2 separate regions of the Drosophila melanogaster genome follow, and region 1 is linked to region 2. The links are chromatin contacts, called in public Hi-C maps. All regions are on one chromosome and are shown on one strand. The core of a region is the stretch at or near the end of the contact, and the rest is flanking DNA. Distances in the headings are between cores, read along the strand shown.

Region 1 (5,585 bases), core at 583-3,082, 54 kb before region 2:
GTGTGATGATTATCGATGAGGCTCACGAACGGACACTGCACACGGACATTTTGTTTGGCCTGGTCAAGGATATTGCTCGCTTTAGACCAGAGTTGAAGCTGCTCATTTCCAGTGCCACTCTGGATGCGGAAAAGTTCTCCGCGTTCTTCGATGATGCACCCATCTTTCGGATACCTGGTCGCCGCTATCCAGTGGACATATTCTACACCAAGGCTCCGGAAGCGGACTACATCGACGCGTGTTGCGTTTCAGTTTTGCAGATTCATGCCACTCAACCTTTGGGCGACATTCTAGTCTTCCTCACGGGTCAGGATGAGATCGAGACTTGCCAGGAGGTTCTGCATGATCGCGTAAAGCGGCTGGGCTCCAAAATACGTGAGCTGATCGTTATACCCGTCTATGCGAATCTACCGAGTGATATGCAGGCCAAAATCTTCGAACCCACACCGCCGAATGCCCGAAAAGTTATCCTGGCCACAAATATCGCAGAGACTTCGCTAACCATCGACAACATCATTTATGTAATTGATCCTGGGTTTGCCAAGCAGAACAATTTTAATTCCCGCACTGGCATGGAGTCGCTTATGGTGGTGCCCATTTCCAAGGCCTCCGCCAATCAGCGAGCGGGCAGAGCGGGACGAACTGCTCCGGGAAAGTGCTTCCGTCTGTATACGGCGTGGGCATACAAGCATGAACTGGAGGACAATACCGTTCCGGAGATACAGCGTATTAATCTGGGCAATGCGGTGCTCATGCTAAAGGCTCTGGGCATCAATGATCTGATACACTTCGACTTTCTGGACCCTCCGCCGCACGAGACACTGGTATTGGCTTTGGAGCAGCTATATGCCCTGGGTGCACTTAATCACCATGGAGAGTTAACCAAGCTGGGTCGACGGATGGCCGAGTTTCCCGTGGATCCCATGATGGGCAAGATGCTGCTGGCAAGCGAAAAGTATGTAATCGATCTAACAAACCAGAAGTGAAATAATTCGTATAATATTCGTATATTTTTGTTTTAGATACAAATGCTCCGAGGAGATGGTGACCATTGCAGCCATGCTGTCCGTGAATAGCGCCATTTTCTACAGGCCCAAGGACAAAATCATTCACGCGGACACAGCCCGAAAAAACTTCAATCACATGCACGGCGACCACTTGAGCCTCCTGCAGGTCTACAATCAGTGGGCGGAGACGGACTACAGCACCCAGTGGTGCTACGAGAACTTCATCCAGTACAGATCGATGAAGCGGGCTCGCGACGTGCGGGAGCAGCTGGTGGGACTGATGCAGCGTGTCGAGATCGACATGGTCAGCTGCCTGCCAGAAACAGTAAACGTGCGCAAGGCAGCCACCGCTGGTTACTTTTACCATGTGGCGCGACTCTCGAAGGGCGGTCACTACAAGACCATCAAGCACAATCAGACCGTGATGATACATCCGAACTCCTCGCTCTTTGAGGAGCTGCCGCGCTGGGTGCTCTATCACGAGCTGGTGTTCACCTCCAAGGAGTACATGCGTCAGGTTATAGAGATCGAGAGCAAGTGGTTGCTGGAGGTGGCTCCGCACTACTACAAGGCCAAGGAGCTGGAGGATTCGACGAACAAGAAGATGCCAAAAGTCGCCGGGCGAGCCGAAATGGCGCAATAATTTTGAGGGGGTTTTTAGTTTTCAATTAATAATAAACTTTTATTGTAAATTTCACCATTTGTAGTTTGATATTGTAAACTGGCTTTGTTTATTATTATTCTTTTTAAATTTCGATAATCGATAATCTTAGGAAACAATCGAATACGATTCTTATTAGTACGTTTCGATATATGGCGGCCCCACCGACAGTTGTATTATCGATAACAGGCCGTGTGGTTGTATTTCGTGTTTTGCATTTCAAAGAGCAAAATTGCACAATAATTTAATTTAAGTGCAACCAAAAACCTTTAACAAGTGAGTCTATGAGCGAGCCGAGCTAACTGCGTTTGAAGACCAGGAAGAACAGGGGATAAAAACACGCAAACAGCACATTGTCATTAAACCATGACGTTCTAACCTAAAAACTGATGAAATTTCCAAGTCCAGTCGGCTTTCATTTACATATATAGTTTATAGAACAGTAACTAAATACATTACGTTTGTTTTATTCAAAGGATAATGGCTGCTCAGTTCTTTAATCGCATTGGCCAAATGGGCCTCGGAGTGGCCGTTTTGGGTGGCGTTGTCAATTCGGCATTATATAATGTGGAAGGCGGCCACCGGGCGGTCATCTTCGATCGCTTCACCGGCATCAAGGAGAACGTGGTCGGCGAGGGTACCCACTTCTTCATCCCATGGGTGCAGCGGCCCATCATCTTCGACATCCGGTCCCAGCCCCGCAACGTTCCTGTGATAACGGGCAGCAAGGATCTGCAGAATGTCAACATCACGCTCCGAATCCTGTACCGCCCCATTCCAGACCAGCTGCCCAAGATCTACACCATTCTCGGCCAGGACTACGACGAGCGTGTCCTGCCCTCCATCGCGCCTGAGGTGCTGAAGGCTGTGGTCGCCCAGTTCGACGCCGGCGAGCTGATCACCCAGCGTGAGGTGAGTAAAAACATCAGGAGAGCCCTCAGTTTCTTTAGGATAAAGCTTTTTTGATGGGCCTTGTGTTTCACCAGAGGCGCTTATGTTTACTTAGTATCAGGTCATCAGATCTCATCGTATTTCACGCGTATTTTATTTTCGATTTAAATTTGATTGTGTAAGCAAGAACGCGATCTCGGCGCTTAAGTCTAGGCTTATTGCTCTTTTGAGAATTGAAGCTTAAGAATTGGATTATTATTCAACTTATGCAGTCGGAAATATAATACTTTCATGCCCGTACTTAACGTGATTACCTCTTTGCAGATGGTGTCGCAGCGCGTTTCCCAGGAACTGACTGTACGTGCCAAGCAGTTCGGCTTTATTCTGGATGACATCTCGCTCACGCACTTGACCTTCGGTCGGGAGTTCACGCTGGCCGTCGAGATGAAGCAGGTGGCCCAGCAGGAGGCGGAGAAGGCGCGTTTTGTCGTGGAGAAGGCCGAGCAACAGAAGCTGGCGTCCATCATTTCGGCGGAGGGTGATGCCGAAGCCGCTGGCCTGTTGGCCAAGTCATTCGGCGAGGCCGGAGACGGTCTGGTGGAGCTGCGACGTATTGAGGCCGCCGAGGATATCGCCTACCAGCTATCCCGGTCCCGTGGTGTCGCCTACTTGCCCAGCGGACAGAGCACGCTGCTCAATCTGCCATCGACCATCGCGCAGTAGCTGGGTGCATCTAGTTCCGTTAAGTTGTAACTACCTATAGCATTTACTAAGTACTTTTCGATTTTGTTTCTGCTGAAATATGCACTACTCTAAAGCGTTCGCGCCCGACTGACTGGAGAATACTAAGCGAAACAACCAAAATTTGTCTCATGTAATCGGTTTTTCCATTATCTTCCCGATCGGGTTCGAAATCCGGTCGCAGTGTGCGCTCCGAATGCGGCTCAACTTTTGTTGTTTCCGTTTGAGTCGTTCGTGTGCGCGTCCTGCTGAATTGGTCCTTAAGATCGGCACCGGGCTTAAAACAACTCCAGTAATTGAAAGAAACACAGACCGTAAGAAAATTTCATTATGTGAACAAACAATAAATGATAATCCCTACATGAGTGGGCTTTTAAATTGAGTGTGGTTATGGTTATGCAGGAAATGTTATTTAATTTATGAACTTTTACTTTCTTTTTACTTTACTTTTACTTTCCCAATTAATTACAGATCGATCCTAAAACGAATCTAATCACTTGCCCATATCATATAGATTTAGACAAAATACGTGACCTATTGAAGCTCAGCGATGTGATGTGTACACCAAACACCCGCTCGCTTATCTCGGCCCTTGTTTACCCCATATGATGCCTGTTTATGCAATCCCCCTCTCAAAGGCGCCATTCGACCCCTATAAGCGGAGAATACTTTCGCATTCATTCGCAACTCAAGATGGTCATAAATCAAATTGTAGTATTCTTCGCCTCAATCGACCCGAACTCCAGCCACCCGTAAAGCAGCATAATGTGGGTGGGTAGTTGGGCGACTGGTGGCTGGTGGCTGTTGGCTGGCGTGTGGGTGGAGCACCCAGCGCATTAAAATCGAAAGCAGAGCCGTTGGCATGGCGTATAAATCTGTTGATTCAGCCAAGTGATTTGCCAAAGTGGCTTCGTTGAAATGTCAGGCACACGCACTTTGCTCGCACTCAGCAACAGTTGGACCACCCGCAGGATTCTCAGCAGCCCTACACTGAAAGAAATTATTTTCTTTTGTCGTAGGCTAAAAGTGTTTACTTGATTCTTTTAAATAGTAATTAAAGGAAGATAATGATTTTCCTGTCGTATTCCAATATCATTAGCCGAGCCGATATACCCATGTTTGTCTGTCCGTATAAACTTCGAGATTTTGGGAACTTTAAAAAAAAAAAACGGTCACGAAAACAGTTTTGAAAAATATTTTGAATTTTTGTATTATATCTCTCGATATATTTGGCATAAACATTTAAGCCACATATTTATTGTTTCTTGCCAATTTCTATTGATATTTCAACTGAATTTTGAAATTCCGGCCAAGTAACTGGCATCCAAAAGTCGTTAGCTTTCTATAGTAATTTTGAATTTTTCTCAGTGTATGCGGAACTGCCCGCTCAAAAGGCTCAACCTAGCCCACTTCCCCTAGCACAATGCGAAAGTGAGTGAGAGCATTGGATTATTTGACGTCACAATTCCATGAGCGGTTCAAAAAGCACGTCATATGTGGTGCTCTAATAACCGGTTTCCAAGATGCGCGTAAAGCGTGCCATTCCACGGCTTAATCAATTTCTTGTCTTTCCTACGAATATAACTTTGTTTACATTTTTTTGCGTGATTTTTTCTTCGGGGAGTCCAAGAAAAACCCTGTTTCGAGTGACTCATAATTGGGGGATTCCTGACGAGATCGCTCTCTTTCCACAAATTCGAGTTGGGAAGCACGTGAGTAGAATTCAAAATGTTTTGCTTGCTGTTTTAAATATCACTAGGTTCTCAAACTAATTTCAAAAATAATCAAATTAAGTTCACAGAGCTGGCAAATAAAATGTAATAGCTTGCATGTATGTATATATATATATTTTTTTAAATTCTAAATAAATCCATGGAAAATAAAGCCTTTGATATCCAGTTACTGATTCAGCGCCCAATTAATGCATGTTCCAAAAAAGTGTCAAAAAACGTGCACAAATCAAACGAGAGCTGAATTTGTTTTTACGACAGCGGCTGCGATTCGAAGTTCAGCGGCTGCGGACTGCGATTGAACCGGTCCTGCGGAATTGGCAGCGCTGCTGGACGGGCTTTAAAAGCCATGGCCAAGAGCGGGCAGCGCTCAGTTAAGAGGAGAACGCCAAGCGCACAGCAATCAGCACCGAAATATCAGCATCGAAATATCAGCAAATAAATATTAGCTGTTCTAAACCAGGAGGGCAAACTGAACTTGGAGCAAAGATTTAGTTCGGAACGGAAGTAAAGCTCGGCAACAAGTGCAAACAATTAAAAGCAGTTAACTAAAGT
Region 2 (5,278 bases), core at 2,718-5,217:
GTATCTTGAATCTTAAAATGACTCCTGTGATGGTATCTGTATCATGAAATTCGATTTAAATGTGAACGGTGCATGAAAAATCCCAATAGTTAGTGTCCAAAAACCAAGACCCAGCCTAACATAAACATCTTGCAGAGAAACTCCTGGTGCCCGTGAGCCACGGAAGCGCAGAGCAAAGGAGCGGAGCACGGAGCAACGAGACTACTGGACACTCGGTGGCCGCCCGCTCCTACTACGACGTGGTGCAAAACGCCGGACAGACGGGCTGCTCCGTGGGCACCGAGTGCACCCCGCTCCACGACTGCACCGCCCTGATCTACGAGGTTGCCCGGAGTTGCTACTACGGCGACAAGTCGCTCTACTGCGGCGGATCCAGCGAGGAGCTGCCCTACGTCTGCTGCCCCAGCAGTCCGTTGGAGAAGAACCAGGTGTGCGGCAAGTCACTGGTCCAGGGGCACTTCTACAAGGGACTGGGCTCCTATCCCTTTGTCGCGCGCATCGGCTTCAAACGTAAGAGCTATATAGTCCCCAGATATACATTTTTTGTGTCAATAATAGATTATTTCTACATGTTTCTTAATTAATTGTTAAATTATTATTTAGATGTCAACACTGGAGCTTTTGCTTATCCGTGTGCCGGAGCCGTAATTGCCCGCCGGGTCATCCTCACGGCCGCCCATTGCGCTCTGGCCAAGGCCGATGGACACCGACTGTAAGTTGGCCACTGGATGCAGTGCATCACGATGGTTACGGGTTGGCAAGGCATCTGATCGACTTTCTCCCACACTCCGCACTTTTGCAGGTCATCGGTGCGCGTGGGCGAGTACGATACTAGTAGCGATCCGGACTGCGCCAACACCGGATTCTGTGCACCGCGGTCGGTCAACCACGCCATCAGCCATGTGATCGTGCATCCCGACTACAAGCAGGGCCAGTATCACCATGACATTGCTCTGCTGGTGCTTAAAACGCCGCTAAACTATTCGGGTGAGTTCTGGGCGGGAATGGGGAGGAGGCACCCCTATATATGTACATATATCTAGATTCATAAATAGATATATATCGAAGTCCAATGGGTGGTTACGCTTGGCAGTGTCGGCGTTAATTAAAAATCGTTTTGTTCTGTCATCTTTCCGACCACTCCACACGACCTACCGCTCCAAGCTCACATGTCATGTAGCTGATTCGACGAGGTTGGGGCTTCCGATCCCCACATGTCACTTAATTGGGCGGCGTCGGGCTTTGCTGCGTGTTTGCTGTACCAACTAATGGGTTGATCGCGACCTGGTCACTGGATCCACTTTGATTTGTGGCTTTTGGCCTCGGTTCAATGGCTTCGGTAATGGTATACCCAATGTATCGAATGTAACTCCTCTCACACGCAACGAGGAATCCTGGTCCATTCAGCACTTCACTTCATTGAGAGAACTTGGCTTGTGTTTACGATACTCGCAAATTGTGGGTTCCCGCTGCCGCGGACTCGAATCACATCGAACGTGATTCTGATGGTCTGAAATTGAATTTGGAGGCGTAAAACCATATTGCACATAGCATATCGAATAGGGGTCATTAGGGAGCAGCGGACGGTCGATCGGTGAGGCAATCGATTGGCTAATTGCAATTTGGCCAGTTCGTAAACAGATCATTACCGGCGACCCAAAAGGGGCGTCGCCCAGTTGGCTGGCCAACTTGTTTGCGTTCATCCTTATTGCTTTATAATGCCCAATAAAATACAGCGGTCCGAGATAAATCAATGGGCCCAGAGCAAGGGCGTGTTCCAATGGGGAGCTCCTTTTTTTGGCACAAACAAAATTATTACTTGAGACACTAAAAGAGCTGCTGCCAAATATCAAAGAAATGAAGTCGCACTTTTGTACGATAAATCGAATTCTATGTGCATCGATCAGATCTCATCTAATAGATACATTTGTATTTCAAACTAAGTGCCTCTGTTTCGGGAAGCCCCCTTTCGAAAAAGTATACGCAAGCCCCTTTGGGCCAGAAAACAATGTTGCAGATTTGGGCAGGTAGCGATCAGAAGTCGAACGTAAGATTAATGGCGGCCAACCCATTTCCAATCTCGCACCGCCAGTGGCTACACAGCCCATCTGCCTGCAGAAGACACGCGCCAACCTGGTGGTGGGCAAACGGGCTACCATCGCCGGTTGGGGCAAGATGTCCACGTCGAGTGTCCGCCAGCCGGAGATGTCGCATCTGGACGTGCCGCTGACCAGCTGGGACCTGTGCCTGCGCAACTACGGCTCCACGGGTGCCCTGGAATCGCCCAACTCCATCGAGGGTCAATGGATGTGCGCCGGCGGCGAGGGCAAGGACGTCTGCCAAGGATTCGGCGGAGCACCGCTTTTCATACAAGAGAACGGCATCTTTTCACAGGTAATGAAACGCATTCGATTCACCGTTCAATAAATCATAATTTATTGCTATCTAGTGCTTGAAAAACTTTATATATGTATTTATCTGCAACTAAAACTTAATGTAACTTATCCCACAGATCGGCATCATGTCCTTTGGATCTGATAACTGCGGCGGTCTGCGCATCCCGAGTGTCTACACATCCGTGGCCCACTTTTCCGAGTGGATTCACGACAACACGCCGCCGGAGTAGACTCCACTTAAGTAGAACCTAAAATTGCATTATTTAAATAAAGATATGAATAAATACCAACAGCGGACTATATTCATTATTCAAAGCTATCGTAGAAAGCTACTGCGTTCTGTGGCGCTGCCCATTGATCTGATATGTTGATCTGAGTTTACACGCACCCAATCACTTAATTGAATTAATTGAACTCTGACACGAACCACTCGCCGGGGCTGAAAAATAAGAAAATGATCTTTTATACAAATAAGATGACGATAGGGAAGTAAAACATGTGGACAATTGGAACCCCACTCTACAATCTTTTCTTTTTTTAAAATGAATGTATTTATTTGATATTGTTTGAGATAGATGTTGGCCATATTCAACTAAAACAGATTGTGATTATAGCATTGAATATTTGAACAATTAATGAATAAAACTTGATATAAACTTACCCATGATAAAAAACTCACATGATGATTCTTATTTATTCCAGCAATTTTTATTTATTCCTTTTATTAGAGCACATTTAAAAGGGAAGACATTTTTCAATTAAGTGGTTCCATCAAATGAGTTAATCAAGGTGAACCACTGATTTCAAGCACAGTACACAAGAGAAAAAATGCATATGAATTAATGTGGCATAATAATATTTTGAAGCATATACTTCAGAATCGATACTTCATATATCTTAGCCAATTCTCCAGTAACTTTTATTTAGAATTCACTTTAGCCATATTCCCTGTTTTGTGTCAGAGCTCCACCTTCTTTTTTTATGCACGTTCTATGCTCTCCGAAACCGAAAACTCCTCATTGCCGGCTCGTTAAACTTAATCGCTCCAAAGTCTGCATGGGAATTCTCCTGCATGGGCTTTGAGTTGACCATGTGCGTGCGGAGAGAAGAGTCCGAGATGCCGATGAGGATGCCGGTACCGGTGCCATGTGGCTAATTGGAGTCAGCTGTTTTTATGAGCCACTGGGATCAGCTGGTGGTTTGGCAGGAGCTGGAGTTGGAATTGGTGCTGGTGCTGGAGCCCATAAGTGGGGCCATAAAAATCGAAATGGCTGCACTGCGCCAAAGAGCGCATAGAATCGGAATAGAATGGAATTCCTCGAATTCCTCGATTGCTGGCCATTGCATAAGCTGCGTACAAATTAACTGCCCGCGCTGACAAATTAACTGGCTCACATTCCCGCAGAAATCAAACAACGGCCTAATCAATTCACGAGAACACTTTGCCCCGCCGAAGGCAGAGTATCTGTCCATCGGCGAGTCCCGGGGACGGCGGCGATGCTGGGGCAGAAGCCACTAAATGGAAAATCAATTTGTTTGCTCTCCGCGACGGACGAGCTTCCCAGACGGTCAGTCGGCAGTCGATCGTCGCGAGGTGAGCACCGCGTCGCGCTCTCGCATCTCCCATTTTGCACTGGGCGAAAAGATCCTTCGAACAAGGTCGAAAATATTTTAATTGCCTACCGTTGTTGCCGTGTGTGTGTGTGTGGCCATCAAAAGTTGCCCAAGAATGAAATTCTGGATTTTTTCGATTTTTTAGAATTCTTATATTTAACAGTCTGGCTGTTTGGCACCAACTAATTGAGGTGTCTAATTGTATAGCTAAAATATATTAGTGAACTACGACGATCAATTCTAATTTCGCTTGCAGTGCGCGAAAAAGCACAAGATGTTTTTACAGTGTAAATTACAAAATACAATTTCTTAAAAACTAAGTGCTTCATCCATTGAGGTAGTGACGATCAAAGTGTTAATTCCCCTGGAAATATATTATATATTATAATATAAATATATACATTTAAAAAGAAAATGTATTTAAACTATTAAAGAATTAGAATTATAAAGATTTAATTTATGCCCATTATTGTATAAAATTTAAAACGGAATCGCTAGAATCTGTATTTAAAAAAATACTATCAAAAATTATCAGTGATTTTAAAAATTGTTATTTTTAAAAATGTTTATAACACACTTGTTTTTCAAGCTCAAGATCCTGATGCCGAGCTAATAAAGAATATTTGAAAATTTGAGACAAGCAGACCTGCTTTCTTGAAATGAGTTGTTCTGTTGTTCTGCCCAAATACCATAAGAGAATTTATAGTTCTCTATTAGGAAAAGATGATTTGAGTGTATGGCAACCCCCGCGAGTGAATATAAGAGCCGAAGATCGCTCTGCATGAGCCCAAAACTAATCCAATTAAAAAACAAACAATAAACAAATACGATCGAAGGAATTGTTTTTGACGTGCGTAATGCGCTTGTGTGGTAACGTGTTTGTTTACGCTTCCGATCTAGACAGTGAACCAAAATAATTAGCGTAGATTTAACAACAAAAAGCGAGCCCTCCGTGCGCGATATTTCGCCAACGATAGCGAGAGCTCAAAAAAAGCGCCCAAGTCATAAATATCGGTCCTAATCAGATGGACGCTGGAGAGTAAGGGCGCTAATTGGGCGTGCTACATATGTATGTACAACTAACTGTAAGCTGATCGGATCGAAAAAAAAAACATAGGTTCGGTAGAAGCGTCGCAATATGTGGGGGCGACAGCGCTGCCGGCAAAAGAAGCTAAAGAGGATAAGCGAAAAATAAACTTCAAAACTCTTTTCAAGTACAAGCTTGGCAACATGCACTGCGGCAACATGCTGCTGGGCGTTGGCCTCAT

Evidence for each region. Hi-C and Micro-C count contacts between places; a contact is called where the count stands out from the background.
Region 1: a Hi-C map of the Kc167 cell line shows a contact between it and region 2, with 2.5 times the contacts expected there. A contact is called at or near these places in 65 of 107 Hi-C or Micro-C datasets (the Clone 8 cell line, the D17-c3 cell line, the Kc167 cell line and 22 more) and 5 of 7 datasets of targeted methods (the Kc167 cell line and the S2 cell line).

What each region holds. Positions count from the first base shown.
Region 1 is chr2L:19,120,116-19,125,700 of dm6, reverse strand. Phb1 (Prohibitin 1) reads left to right here and starts at 1,832. Exons shown (of 3, transcript NM_001169541.2): 1 at 1,832-1,944; 2 at 2,145-2,580; 3 at 2,884-4,356. The coding sequence starts at 2,149. The coding sequence ends at 3,282. It overlaps l(2)37Cb (lethal (2) 37Cb), which reads left to right. Exons shown (of 4, transcript NM_136102.4): 3 at 1-955; 4 at 1,023-1,703. The coding sequence ends at 1,650. Ddc (Dopa decarboxylase) reads left to right here and starts at 5,395. Exons shown (of 3, transcript NM_165280.2): 1 at 5,395-5,585.
Region 2 is chr2L:19,068,540-19,073,817 of dm6, reverse strand. CG10702 reads left to right here and starts at 3,967. Exons shown (of 7, transcript NM_001201912.2): 1 at 3,967-4,055; 2 at 4,600-5,278. The coding sequence starts at 5,241. CG17343 reads right to left here. Exons shown (of 2, transcript NM_136096.3): 2 at 4,145-4,374. It overlaps CG17572, which reads left to right. Exons shown (of 6, transcript NM_136097.4): 2 at 136-510; 3 at 604-712; 4 at 803-987; 5 at 2,093-2,394; 6 at 2,513-2,687. The coding sequence ends at 2,626.